Regions from separate parts of the Pan troglodytes genome. Here region 1 is linked to region 2. A link is a contact called in public Hi-C data. All regions are on one chromosome and are shown on one strand. The core of a region is the stretch at or near the end of the contact, and the rest is flanking DNA. Distances in the headings are between cores, read along the strand shown. Region 1 overlaps SLC24A3 (solute carrier family 24 member 3). Region 2 overlaps DTD1 (D-aminoacyl-tRNA deacylase 1).

The links. A called contact is a pair of places that touch in the nucleus more often than the background predicts.
Region 1: a Hi-C map of induced pluripotent stem cells shows a contact between it and region 2, with 1.9 times the contacts expected there. The contact joins two enhancer-like sites. A contact is called at or near these places in 1 of 7 Hi-C or Micro-C datasets (induced pluripotent stem cells) and 1 of 1 datasets of contacts at active chromatin or transcription factors (stem cell-derived excitatory neurons).

What each region holds. Positions count from the first base shown.
Region 1 is chr21:25,729,652-25,736,081 of NHGRI_mPanTro3-v2.0_pri, forward strand. All of the region lies in intron 1 of SLC24A3 (solute carrier family 24 member 3), which reads left to right. LOC134809212 (collagen, type I, alpha 1a) reads right to left here. Exons shown (of 3, transcript XM_063803324.1): 2 at 5,800-6,414; 3 at 4,013-4,158. The coding sequence ends at 4,134. Among named protein-coding and RNA genes, the nearest start is that of SLC24A3, 160 kb to the left of the region's middle. Within about 2 kb of position 1,925, at least 1 of the 24 cell types and tissues checked has an H3K27ac peak or open chromatin away from gene starts, as enhancers often do. A contact at or near this core is called in induced pluripotent stem cells, where this site is marked.
Region 2 is chr21:25,136,453-25,142,638 of NHGRI_mPanTro3-v2.0_pri, forward strand. DTD1 (D-aminoacyl-tRNA deacylase 1) reads left to right here. Exons shown (of 6, transcript XM_016937518.4): 4 at 2,196-2,302. Among named protein-coding and RNA genes, the nearest start is that of DTD1, 36 kb to the left of the region's middle. Within about 2 kb of position 2,554, at least 2 of the 24 cell types and tissues checked have an H3K27ac peak or open chromatin away from gene starts, as enhancers often do. A contact at or near this core is called in induced pluripotent stem cells, where this site is marked.

The DNA of each region.
Region 1 (6,430 bases), core at 675-3,174, 590 kb after region 2:
GCTATGCATGAGTCCTGTCTATTTCTGGCATAAACTTTCAAAGAAAGGGAGTTAATTTTTAAAAAGTGAAATATTTAAGTACCTAAAGGAACTCTTTGAGAAACTCTTGCCAGTGAAACAAACTCGGGAGACAGGAAGAGCTGCATGCGACACACCAGTCATCTTAATGTCACATGTCACCTGACTGGAAATGTGGAAAGAAATGAGGCTGTGAAGTCAAAGATTAAGCTGAACCAGTCAAGGGCAGGTAGGAAACACCTCTCAGGCACACAGAAATCCCCCAGCAGGAGAATTACCGCTGCCACCAGGGGGCGCACCGCCACAGCGATCCTAGGAAGAGCATCTGGACCCAATCATTCTGCAGTTCCGGGGCTGGAAACCTGGGCGATGAACTGAGATGAGGAGATGGACACAGCACTGTGTAACGTGAGACCATCCCATTAGCCTCAGGTCTCTCTGAAGATGACGACTTGGTGATGGGTCATGTGTTTACCACTCAAGTTTTTGCACTGGACAGCTGAGCTGGGCTTGAAGTGGATTCCGCAGTCAGATTTGAGGCCTTGGGCAAGAGGGGTTTGCTGTGATTATCCCCATCAGAATAACACAGGGCTGTCTAAAGTACAAAGAGCCAACTGACTTTGGCATCTCTCTCATCTGAATGTTTTGTATTTTCAAAATGCTTCATTGCCGCAAAGCACCCTTCTGTGGAAAGGTTGGCATCATCTTTTACCATTGAGGAAACTGAGGCACAGGGGAGGAAAGGACTATACTTTAGATCTGTGGCCAAATCAGAATCAGAATTCCAGCTTCTTGCTCCAGCCGTAGCAGGCCACCTGGCTGGGCTGCCCTTCCCCTGTCATCTCAGGGCTCCTCCGAATGAGCCTCGGGCACAGAGCTGCCAGCCATGGCAGGGAGGAGCAGCTCCTTGGAAGCCAGGCCTGGAGGCCCAGCCTAGCCTCGTGCTCAACCCTGCCAAAGTCAAACCATTTCAATTCCTTTCATTTAAGTCAACTTGCCTTAACTGCTTACACATGAGCAGATTCTTTTAATTTTTCTTTATTTTTTTAATTAAAAAAACTGGACATACTGATGGAAGAAAAATAATTTTAAAGCTATGGAAGAGTATAAAATAAAGAGTGAAAGTCCCTCTACATTCTCTGATCCCCAACCCAAATCCTGTAATCCCACATCCCAAAGTAATCAGAGATAGAGAGAGAGAGAGAGATGATTTTTGCTTAACTTTACAAAAATGGGATTGTACAATTCATAGTGTAGCTTCTTTTTTTTTTTCCACTTAAGATGTACTGCATATCATGGTCTACCAGGATGAAGTTTTGAAATTTAAAAATGCTAAAACATTTTTTAGATCTATTGTCTTGATTTAAAATATGGGATACCTAAGCCTAATATTTGTATATTAACAAAAATAAGCCCTCAGGGCTCTCCCCAGGCTCCTCTGCCACACTCAGCACCTTGTCTGCCCAAGTTTATAAGGGCAAAATTAAATTAGTGGCATGTATGTGTTTTCTTTCTGAATGATCCTGACAGAATGAACAAATTCCTCAAATTGTGAATACTTAATGTTTGTCCTCTGTGGACTAAAAATTTTAATCTCTTTTTTATGTGGTTCTGAATTATTTCTTACAGGAGTCTTTAAGAAACATAGTACTCAAGTGAAAAATGAAATACATATAGACATAGCTACGGGTTGTGTTTTCATACTCTGTCTTTATTTCTTCCAAACACTCCAAACAAGTCAATTAAAAATATCGACAGATAGGTGCTGGGCGGTATATTTTTGCTTTTTAGACTTGCCCTCCAGGATTTACCAAAAAATACATGCCAAGCTGTCCCTTTCTCTGAAACAGCAGGTCTCAAATCTTAATATGAAAGGATACCTGGGAACTTGTAAATAGGGCAGATTGTTGGGCTTCCTGAGTCCCACATCCTCAGGATAGGTTGGGAATGCACATTACTAACAAGCTCACATGTACTTTTTCTGCCCAGCAGAAAGGAATTTGATTGACAGGATCCTCCATGAGTTTGTCATGGCCTGGGTGTGAATCTTTCCTGATGGAACCTATTCTACTTTCCTCTCATTTAGAAGAAAAAGGAAATGGGTTGTACTGACTTTTGCCATTAAAAGCTGCCTCAAAGTCTAATGCACATTGCAGGAATTTTTCTGTGCTTGTCTTTGACAGCTTGGCTCCCTGAAGTTTCCCAGTGGACCTGTTGTCCTGCAGTTTCCCTTGGGCTCCTCCTTATGTACTGTAGCTGGTTTGAGAAGCAGCTGATGACTGTTTCAATTTCAACTGAAGTTCCTTACAAAACTAGCCAATCTGGGAGGTCATTTGTCTCTGATCCAGATGTAGTGGTTTGATTATTCTTGGCTTATACTAAAGTTGGAAGGGAACTGAAGCATCAGGTAAAAACCACCTACACCTTCACAGTGTGAAAAAGAACAAATCACAGCTATGCACGCCACAATGGACAGACATCACAAAAACGAAGATGGGCAAAAGCAGCCTCCCTTTATCTGAGGTTCAAGGACAGGCAACAATGATCTAGGGTTCAGGGTTGGGAAGAGGCACTATCTCTGGGGAATTATTGCCTGGGGAGGGCCTGGCACAGGGAGACTTTCAGGGAGAGCAGGAAATGTTCCATGTCTTGGTCTGGAATCTGTGAGGATGTATACATATATACAGAGTCATTGAGTTAATGCTTAAGCTGTGTGCATTTTGCCTCATGTATGTTATACTTCAACACATTTTCTTTTTTTTTTTTTTTCTTCTGAGACAGAGTCTCGCTCTGCCACCCAGGCTGGAGTGCAGTGTCGTGATCTCAGCTCACTGCAACCTCCACCTTCCGGGTTCAAGAGATTCTCCTGCCTTAGCCTCCTGAGTAGCTTGGGATTACAGGCATGCGCCACCCTGCCTGGCTAATTTTTGTATTTTTAGTAGAGACGGAGTTTCACCATGTTGGCCAGGTTGGCCTCGAACTTCTGACCTCAGATGATCCACCCGCTTCAGCCTCCTAAAGTGTTGGGATTACAGGTGTGAGCCACCGTGCCCAGCCAACAAATTTTTTTTTAAGGCAATTGTGAATCTGACCATGGTCAACTAGGAAAAAAAAAATCTATAGTCATATTCATGTGGTGAGTTAAAAACCAAACAAATGCACACAGTTGGGCAAAAAGAAAATTCAAAATTAAAAACTCTTATAAAATAAGCAGTCTATTTGAACTCCAGTCATAAACTGATCACCGAAAATAATGTGAGCCCACCTTGCAGACACAATGCTCTCAAAAGAGTAATTTTTTTTTTGTCCTTCAAAATACAGCCGGCTCAGAAAGTGTCTGAAGAAGCAGTTTTCCTGGCTTTTTGATAAAGACGGTGGACAAGAATGCGCGTGAGAAGAAATAGTTGTTAGGTCTTCCTTAGTAAGGATGGGGTTTTGTCCAAGTCTATGTGACTGTGCAGGTGCAGGGGTTTTGTCTGGAGGTGATCAGTGCTATCAGTCTAATGTCTTCCTGGGCTACATTTGAGTGAGGCAATGACAGGAAGCCTGGCCCTTCAAGTCCCTAGGCAAGAAGGGGATGCTGCGTACAAGGCCTGTTCTAGGCATACTCCATGAATTTCTCCCTTTTATCCCCCATCTACTAACATTTGGTCTCACTGTGCTTAAAGGTTTTCCATGAACACCCAGGGGTCTTTCCCCTCTGAGCTTGGGCCAGGTCTCCTTGTGTTATGAAACAGCCATGGTGAGAAAGCTGATGTCTCTTTACCAAGAAAGTGCCTTTTCTGGTTTTCTCTTCCTCTCTCCTCCTCTCTTCTAAATCAATGGCTTGCCTGCCACACCTGGGAATGTTTGGTGTTGTGGAGACATAACCTTGCTTTGTCCTGGAAACTACTCCATGAGGTCTGTGAGCTGTGGGCAGCAGGAGGCTGGAGAGCTGGAAATATCACAGGAGGGCACCGAGCTGCACTTAGTTTGGCCACAGACGAGGTCCCATTCACTGGCTGGTGGATGATCTGGCCTGGGCTGAGAGTTAGTGAATATAGTCACGGGAGGCTTTCTATTCTTCGTCCTAAAGGTAGAACTGTGAGAAAGACTAACCACCTTTATTCACCACATCAGGTCCAAAGTCTCTGCAGGGACCTGAAAACAGAATGTTTATGGGAGGTCAAAACAGGGGGAGTAGACAGTGACCCCAGAACCCAGCCCAAGGTGGGGAGGTGCTCTGTAAAGACACCTGTCTTATTCCTGAAAGGGTGAAGACCCCCACACATCTAGGAGTGATGTCTCTCTCTCCAGGAAAGAAATACTCTCAGACTGAAGTATCAGAGCACATTCTTCATTTCAACTCTTGCTCCTTTCACAGTTCAGTTTCTGGAGGGAGCTTCCAAAGACTGAAAGGGACAGGTAGGAAAAAAAATGACTGTTTTCTTTGGAGAGGAGCTCCTGAGGCCTGTCTCACCTGGCCATCACCTGGCAGGCTGAGGAACCTATCAGGTCTCAGTTGCTGTCAGCCTAGGGACCAGGATCCCCACCTTTCTTCCCTAGGTGGTGCCTGGCCGCCCAAGGAATCACTCTCTGTGCTTTACTTTAACAGTGGCCTTCACTCCAAAATCTGTCAAAATGAATAGAAACCCAAGAATCATTTCTGTGTGCCACAGGAGTGCTCTCCCCCCACACCCCACCACACACACACACATACACTCCTGGTGCTGAGATAATTTCCAAGAAATTACCAGTTCCTGGTTATACTCCTTCCTCCTGGCTCCCTTCCTAACTCCCCCTCCATCACCAGATTACACAATTCCTTGAGCCTATGGTATTTTCCCCTGGAGCTAGTGTTCATTTCCTAACTCAATTAATTCCAGATTCCCTCTCTCACCTTTTATTTTCCCTCGTTTTCACTAGAAAACACTATTTGAGTGACTTTCCTGGTTAGTTGAATTCTTCTCAGCTCCTAAACTTTCTTTTCTGTGTCTGCAAAAGCTTGATGGAGATAACACAACTAGAGAATTCTCCCCACACACTCCAGCACGGATCAACTCGTATTTTTACACCCTCCTTAGTATCTGCAGCCAAAGCAAAGGGAAAACCACTCAGGCATTGTGGGGGAGGTACTCTGAGTGTCTGGAAGATGCCAGGCTGAGAACAGCAGTAATAAATGATATACCCACGAAGGAAAAGTCTCTGGTCTCCCTGGGTGAGATGGCCTTTCCCTGGAAAGGAGGCCACCTATGACCACTTCCTTTGCCCTTTGCTGTGACCTTGCTGTCCCCAGGTGCTGTCAGGGATTGTCTGGGAGGAGGTCGGGGGGGTAGGTCAGTCACAGGTGGGGACACATTTGAACAGACCTAGACTGGGGAGCCTTACACAGAGGTTCTCTGCTTCCTTCCCACCTCCTTAGGGTATGAAGCTAGATTCCCTGATCTGAATGGATTCCATGGAGACAGTCACCTAGACAGACACCTGGTTTCAGGTGATCCCTTTCTGGACAAGGTCTTTTGTTTTCAGCGCCCCCCTCCCCCCAACAATGGCATCTCCTCCTCAGCCCAGCCAGCAGCCCCAGGCTAGCATCTGGGAAGAGTCCAGGGAAGCCCAACGAGGGAGAGTGGGCTGTGTCTGGGATGGCCAGGGATCCCCTCCAAATGGGCACCTGCGGCAGGTCGTGAGTCCAGCCATCTCTAGGGCAGCCCACACCTTCAGCAAGGAGGGGCAGGAGACCTAGAATGGGGGAAATGGGAGGACTAAGATTCTAACGTTGGAGGTAGGGCAGGCTGGTGTTACCTGCACAAGGCCAGAAGCCTCTTCAGGCCGCCTCTCCAGGGACCGTGCCAGCTGTCCCCACTTCGATCAGCCACAGTATTGGGCTTGGTCCAGCACGAACAGAAAGCGAAGTGTGAGCCCAAGCCAGAGGGGGGAGCCCGGACACCCTTACGGAACCAACAGCCTCTGGGGAGGCCTGTTCCAGATCCCGAGTCGGGCGCACAGGGGGATCCCCGCAAGGGGGCAGAGGGAAACCCGGGAGGCCCGCGAGAAGAGGCGAGGCCAGAGGCTGGGCGCGGGCAGCCAAGCGCACTCGCGGCGCCCCGACTCCAGGTAGCAAGTAGAGAGGAGGCTGAAGAGCCCCTCGGTTTTTCCGAAAGTTTCCAGCGAATCCTTCTTGGTGAAGATCGGCCTCTGGGAGGCAGCGTGTGTGCTTCCCGAGAGGGGGCCCCCTGCGCCGTCCCTCTTCCCCTGGCACAGAAGGGTTGAAGGACTGCACACAGGGATCCCTCCTCAGCCCAGTCTCCTCCCAGCGCGCCCCCTCCCCGCCATGCCGGCCAGCGCCGGGCTGTGTCCCAGGCACTGCCCCCCGCCAACCCTGGCCCGACCAGCCTCGCCGCTGCAGGCTGCCGGGAGCTGCGCTAGCTCATGC
Region 2 (6,186 bases), core at 1,304-3,803:
GGCCACACAGGGCCAGCTCTGGAGAGCAGCGAATGTGGGCTTGCTCCCAGCCAGGCCAAGAAGCATTGGTACACGCCTTTTGTTCTCCCCATTTTTCTTTCAGAGCATACTTTTTTGGCATAATATTTTTCTGTCCCATCCCTGCAATTTGCGCATATACTACCATGGACAGTGGTAGGCATGACAATAGTAATAATAGTGACTATGATTTCCTGTACACTCACTGTGCTGGGCTGTGTACTAACCTATGTGCACCTTTGTAACCATCCCAGGACAACTGTCCTGTTGCACCAGAACAAACTGGGGCCCGGAGAGGTGGTGTGAGCCTTCCTGGCTGGTGGCTAAAGTCAGTGAAGCATTGTCCAGAGGGGCATAGACACCAGTTTTTGTAGCTACACAGAGAATCTGCAGGGAGGCACTCTGGTTTACAGCTGTTAGGGCCTTGAAAAGTTCGGCTGGAGATGAGTTCATGGGTGGTTAGTCTCCAGCTGAGAGCTTTCCTGCTTTAAACATGCAGCATAAGCGTGTCTAACATGTGCTTAACCTGCAGCTCTGGGTAGAAAGAAAGCTGGGACTTAATATTTAAGAACAACTTGATTATATCACCATAGGAGCCCAGATGTCATTTTATAGATATGCTTTTGTGTGTGTGTGTGTGTGTTTTTTAAAATGTGTTTATTTTCTCTGGCTAGTATAATTCTTTTTGGGCGCTTTACCCTTTGATCTGGACTGGAAAAAAATGTTACCATTTTAAGATCTCTTAAAACATGTCTTTGGATTTATCATCTGTACGGATGGAAATTCACATAATAGTTCTATTCTTAACTGAAGAAAAACAGGAAAAGAAAATAAATTTCTCACTACTTGGAATGATAAACAAGGTGAAGCATATGCTGTATATCCTGGCAACAGAAATTCAAGGTCGGAAATAATTCCTGTCCTCTTGAGCCTGCCTTCAGCCTCCCTGAGGAGTGCAGTGACTGAAATTTTCTACTAATTGTAGCCATAATTTTAGCATGCAATTAAACACATGATTTCCTTCCCAGCTGATGTCTTTTTAGTTAGTCTGACATGGATGAGACAAAAGCTCTGTTGATTTGAATGGCCACTTTCATCTGATGGGAGGTCACGGAAAGTCATCATTATTTGAGCACCTTTGACTATCCAGTAGGATCTAGATTAATCTTGCTTATAAACATGGCCAACAGCTTGGGTGCTTCTAATACAATTTCCAGTGCTACTGTCTGTGGGCCAAAGAAAGCTGTCTGTTGGCATGCCCATATTGCTGAGTCCTTCTGAAGTTAGGGACCCACTGGTAGGAAAGACTCAGAGAAGGAATTTGTGAGGTTGTGGTAGCAGGAACAGAGACTCATGGAGGTCACCCAGGTTGCGGAAGGACCTCAGGGTGTGAGGCCTGCCTGTGCCGCAGTAGCCCAAAAGCAGTGCCTTCCATGGAGGGAGATGGAGGGCTTCACTGCATGCAGTGCAAACATGGCCTTCCAGAATGCTCTGTGTTTGCCTTCCCACCATGTACAGTCCTGGTAACCCACATTCTTTCCCACCCTTGGTGTTACCAGACCTTTTATTTCTTGCCAAATCTCTTGGGCACGAAGCAGCATCTGTGCTACTTAATCCTGCATTTCCATCCCTCTTACAAGGCTGGCTAACTTTTCCTGTGTTGAGTGGCTGATCCTCCTCCCGGTCAACCTCCTTCTCCCACTGTGACCTGGGTTTTGGATCACGCTGATCTAGGTGTGTGATATGGTTTGGCTGTGCCCCCACCCAAATCTCATCTTGAATTGTAACTCTCACAATTCGTATGTTTTGTGGGAGGAACCTGGTAGGAGGTAATTGAATCATGGGGGTGGGTCTTTCCTGTGCTGTTCTCGTGATAGTGAATAAGTCTCACGAGATCTGGTGGTTTTAAAAACGGGAGTTTCCCTGCACAAGCTCTCTCTTTTTTTGCCTACTGCCATCCATGTAAGATCTGATTTGCTTCTCCTTGCCTTCCGCCATGATTGTGAGGCCTTCCCAGCCGTGAGGAACTGTGAGTCCGTTAAACCTCTTTCTTTTGTAAGTTTCCCAGTACTGAGTATGTCTTTATTAGCAGTGTGAAAATGAACTAATACAGTGTGCTTTTGGATGGAGTAATCTGGTGTCTCCATCTTTGGTAACTGTTTGGATTGCTTTTTCAGATGGCAAGTTTGGGGCCTACATGCAGGTGCACATTCAGAATGATGGGCCTGTGACCATAGAGCTGGAATCGCCAGCTCCCGGCACTGCTACCTCTGACCCAAAGCAGGTAAGCCTGGAGTCTGGTGCCTGGCTCCGTCCCTTGGGTGCCTGTAACATCTCTTTAGTCCCTGGAACAGTCCTCGGTCTGAGGAAATACATCATTGTTGCAACCTTGTATTTATTTTAATGCCTGCCTTCCCAAGAGTGCATGTTTACGGTGCACTCCTGAGTACTGTGGCCGGTGGGTACAGCACTTCTCCCTTGCCTCGTCCTGCCTTTGAATTCCAGAGGACATGTCCTGTGCAGAGCCAGGTTCTTCCCCTGGGCTTCCCTTCCCTTGGCCAGGTGCCGTGGCGCCCACCTGCCCCTGGGTGGCAGCAGAGCAATGGCCCTGGATTGGCCGGTTCACCCATTCCGAATGGTTACCTGAATTGGGTTTGGTCCCAGGTGTGGGTAGATGTGCCCCCCAAGGTTTGCTGTAAATCTCCATTTTTCTAAAGCAGTGTCTGACCTGGATTTACTGCCAATTTGTAAGCTTTCATGAAATAAAAGTTAATTAAAATAGAGAAAGGAAATGTGTAATAGTCCTTGGAACCCGCGTGGTCTCATAGATGCTTAGCATACTTGTAAAGGCTTAATTAACACACTCACTGGATAGAGACATGTAGGGCCTGGCAGGCAGAGGAAGAAGGACTGAGCAAACATTTCCATTCTTCCTTCCCGGTCTCCCTCCCTTGCTAGGATGCTGTGATGGCCAGTGATGCAGCAGTAAGGGGACAGCGTGATAGAAACGTGAAGCTGGGCAACCTGTTCAAAGCCAGATTTTTTTTTTTTTTTTTTTTGAGATGGAGTCTCGCTCTTGTTGCCCAGGCTGGAGCACAATGGCGCCATCTTGGCTCACCGCAACCTCCGCCTCCTGGGTTCAAGCAATTCTCCTGCCTCAGCCTCTCAAATAGCTGGGATTAGAGGCGCCCACCACCATACCCTGCTAATTTTGTATTTTTAGTAGAGACGGGGTTTCTCCATGTTGGTCAGGCTGGTCTCAAACTCCTGACCTCAGGTGATCTGCCTGCCACGGCCTCCCAAAGTGCTGGGATTACAGGTGTGAGCCACTGTGCCCGGCCTTTTTTTTTTTTTTTTTTTTTTTTTTTTTTTTTGAGACAGGGTCTTGCCCTGTCACCCAGGCTGGAGTGCAGTGGTGCGATCATGGCTCACTCCAGCCTCGACCTCCCAGGCTCAAGTGATCCTCCTACCTCAGCCTCCTGAGTAGCTGGGACTACAGGCATACGCTACCATGCTGGGCTAATTTTTGAATTTGTGTAGAGAGGGAGTTTTACCATGTTGCCCAGGGTGGTCTTGAACTCCTGGGCTCAACTGATCCACCTAGGGCCTCAGCCTCCCAAAGTGCTGAGATTACAGGCAAGAGTCACCATGCCTGGCCAAAGCCAGATTTTAAAAGTGGAACATAATCTTTCTTTTTTGTTTCTGTATTAGTTTATTCTCATACTGCTATAAAGAAATACCTGAGACGGGGTAATTTATTTAAAAAAGAGATTTAATTGGCTCACAGTTCTGCAGGCTGTGCAGGAAGGATGGCTGCAGAGGCCTCAGGAAACTTACAATCATGGTGGAAGGTGAAGGGGAAGCAGGCACATCTTCACATGGCCAGAGCAGAAATAAGAGAAAGCAGGGGGATGTACTACACATTTTTAAACAACCAGATCTCATGAGAACTCACTGTCACGAGAACAGCAAGGGGGAAGTCTACCCCCATGATCCAGTCACCTCCCACCAGGCCCCTCCTCCAATGCTGGGGATTCCAATTCAACATGAGATTTGGGTGGGGACACAAATCCAAACCGTAGCAGTTTCTGACTCTTTTTGTATTGAGGAACATGTCTTATGTAGTAGGCTAGACTTCAGTGGTAGTAACTGAGGGTCTTGGAATGACTAATGACATTAAAAAAAATCACAAATGAAAAGTCCACATGAAAATGTAAGCTTTTTATTGTGAAATAATTTGAGACTTACAGAAAAGTTGAAAAAACAGAGTTTCCATATACTTTTTTACCCAACTGCCTCTAATTTCAATGTCTACATAACCATAGTACAATGACCAAGACTTTGAAATTAATGTTGATATAGTACTATTATATTAACTATATTACAAACCTTATTTGAAGTTCACTAGGTTTTTTGTTTGTTTGTTTGTTTGTTTTTCAGACGGATTCTCGCTCTGTCTCCCAGGCTGGAGTGCAGTGGCGCGATCTCCGTTCATTGCAAGCTCCACCTCCCGGGTTCATGCCATTCTTCTGCCTAAGCCTCCCAAGTAGCTGGGACTATAGGCACGTGCCAACATGCCCGGCTAATTTTTTTTGTATTTTTTTAGTAGAGACGGGGTTTTACCATGTTAGCCAGGATGGTCTCGATCTCCTGCCCTCGTGATCCACCCGCCTCGGCCTCCCGAAGTGCTGGGATTACAGGTGTGAACTACCGCGCCCAGCCAAAGTTCACTAGGTTTTTTAAATGTCTTTTTTCTGCTCCGGGATAATGCAGGATTCCACACGGCATTTAGTTGTCATTTCTGCTTAGTCTTCTCCAATCTGTGACAGTTCCTCAGCCTTTCCTTGTCTTTTGTGACATTGATACTTTTCAAGAGTACTAGTCTACTGTTTTGTAGAATGTTTCTCACTTTGGGTTTTCTATGATTATATTGAGGTAATGCATGTTGACAGGAATAGGAAATAGCACAGAAGTGATCTTGTGCCCTTCATAGTGCATCCTACCAGGAGGTGTGTGGTATTGATTTGTCTTGTTACCTGTGATACCAGCCTTATTACTTGGTTCAGGTGAAGTCTACCAGATACCTCCATGTTAGATGAAGTGCTAACCTCTTTCCCCTTGTCTGTCCTCTGGTTCATTCACAGCAGACAGCTCTCTCTCAGCTTTGCAGGGAAAGAAGCCAGCAGATGGCATTGACTCTGCTTCTCTATCCCCCTTCTGCCACCGTGGTAGCAGAGCTACCCTTTCCTGGGCTGAGGCCAGCCTCTCCCTGGGGCCAGGAACAGCTACATAATTTGAGAGGCCCAGTGTAAAATGAAAATGTGGGGCCCCTTGTTCAAAAAATATTACAAATTTCAAGGTGGTGACATAGAGCATAAAACGAAAGGTGGGGCCCCTCTGAAGATGGGGCCTGTGTGACTGCTCGGCTGTGGGTCTAGACCGACCTGGGCTTTGGAGCCCTTCCCTTCCACCTCCTCAGCAGCTTCCTGGAAGCCTCTGTCCTCTTGTTGGTTCTGTCTGCCTCTCACAGTCATCCATCTTATCCCATTGGGTTTTAAATATGCCCAAATGTCTCCAATTGAGAAATGCTTCCATTTCCTCCCTTCTGCTCTGCCACAGTGTCCTTGGGTCTGTAAAGGTTCTCACCGAGGGCCCCAGTGACCTCACATTGCTTTATTTCATGCCCATTTTTCAGAACCCCTTTCTTGCCACTGCTGCCCACTTTTGCCCCTGGAAATGGCTGGAGCCTTGTTTCCCAGGACGTCATTCTCTCTGGGTTTTTGTCTTGCCTCTGGCTACTCCCTCTGGTTTTATTTGATCATTATTCCATAGTTTTTATTTATTATTCTGCTTTAACTCTATTTGGAGAAAAATTTTAGTCTTTTTTTCATTCTAAATATTTTTCTGAAAATGGTAGAATAGTACATTTTGCCTTTAGAATCTTCACCTTTCTTTCAACCAGTACCCTCTTCTTGTTTAGGTCAAAGGGTACAAAGATGCAGTTATTTTGGGTGAGTAAGTCTCAAGATCTAATGTACACCATAAGGAGTGCAGTATCATATTGTGCACTGGGAGTAGATTTAGGAATTCTCAGCACACACAGAATAAAGGACGGTAACTGTGTGAGATGCTGGACATGTAATTTACTTGACTGTAGTAATCACTTCA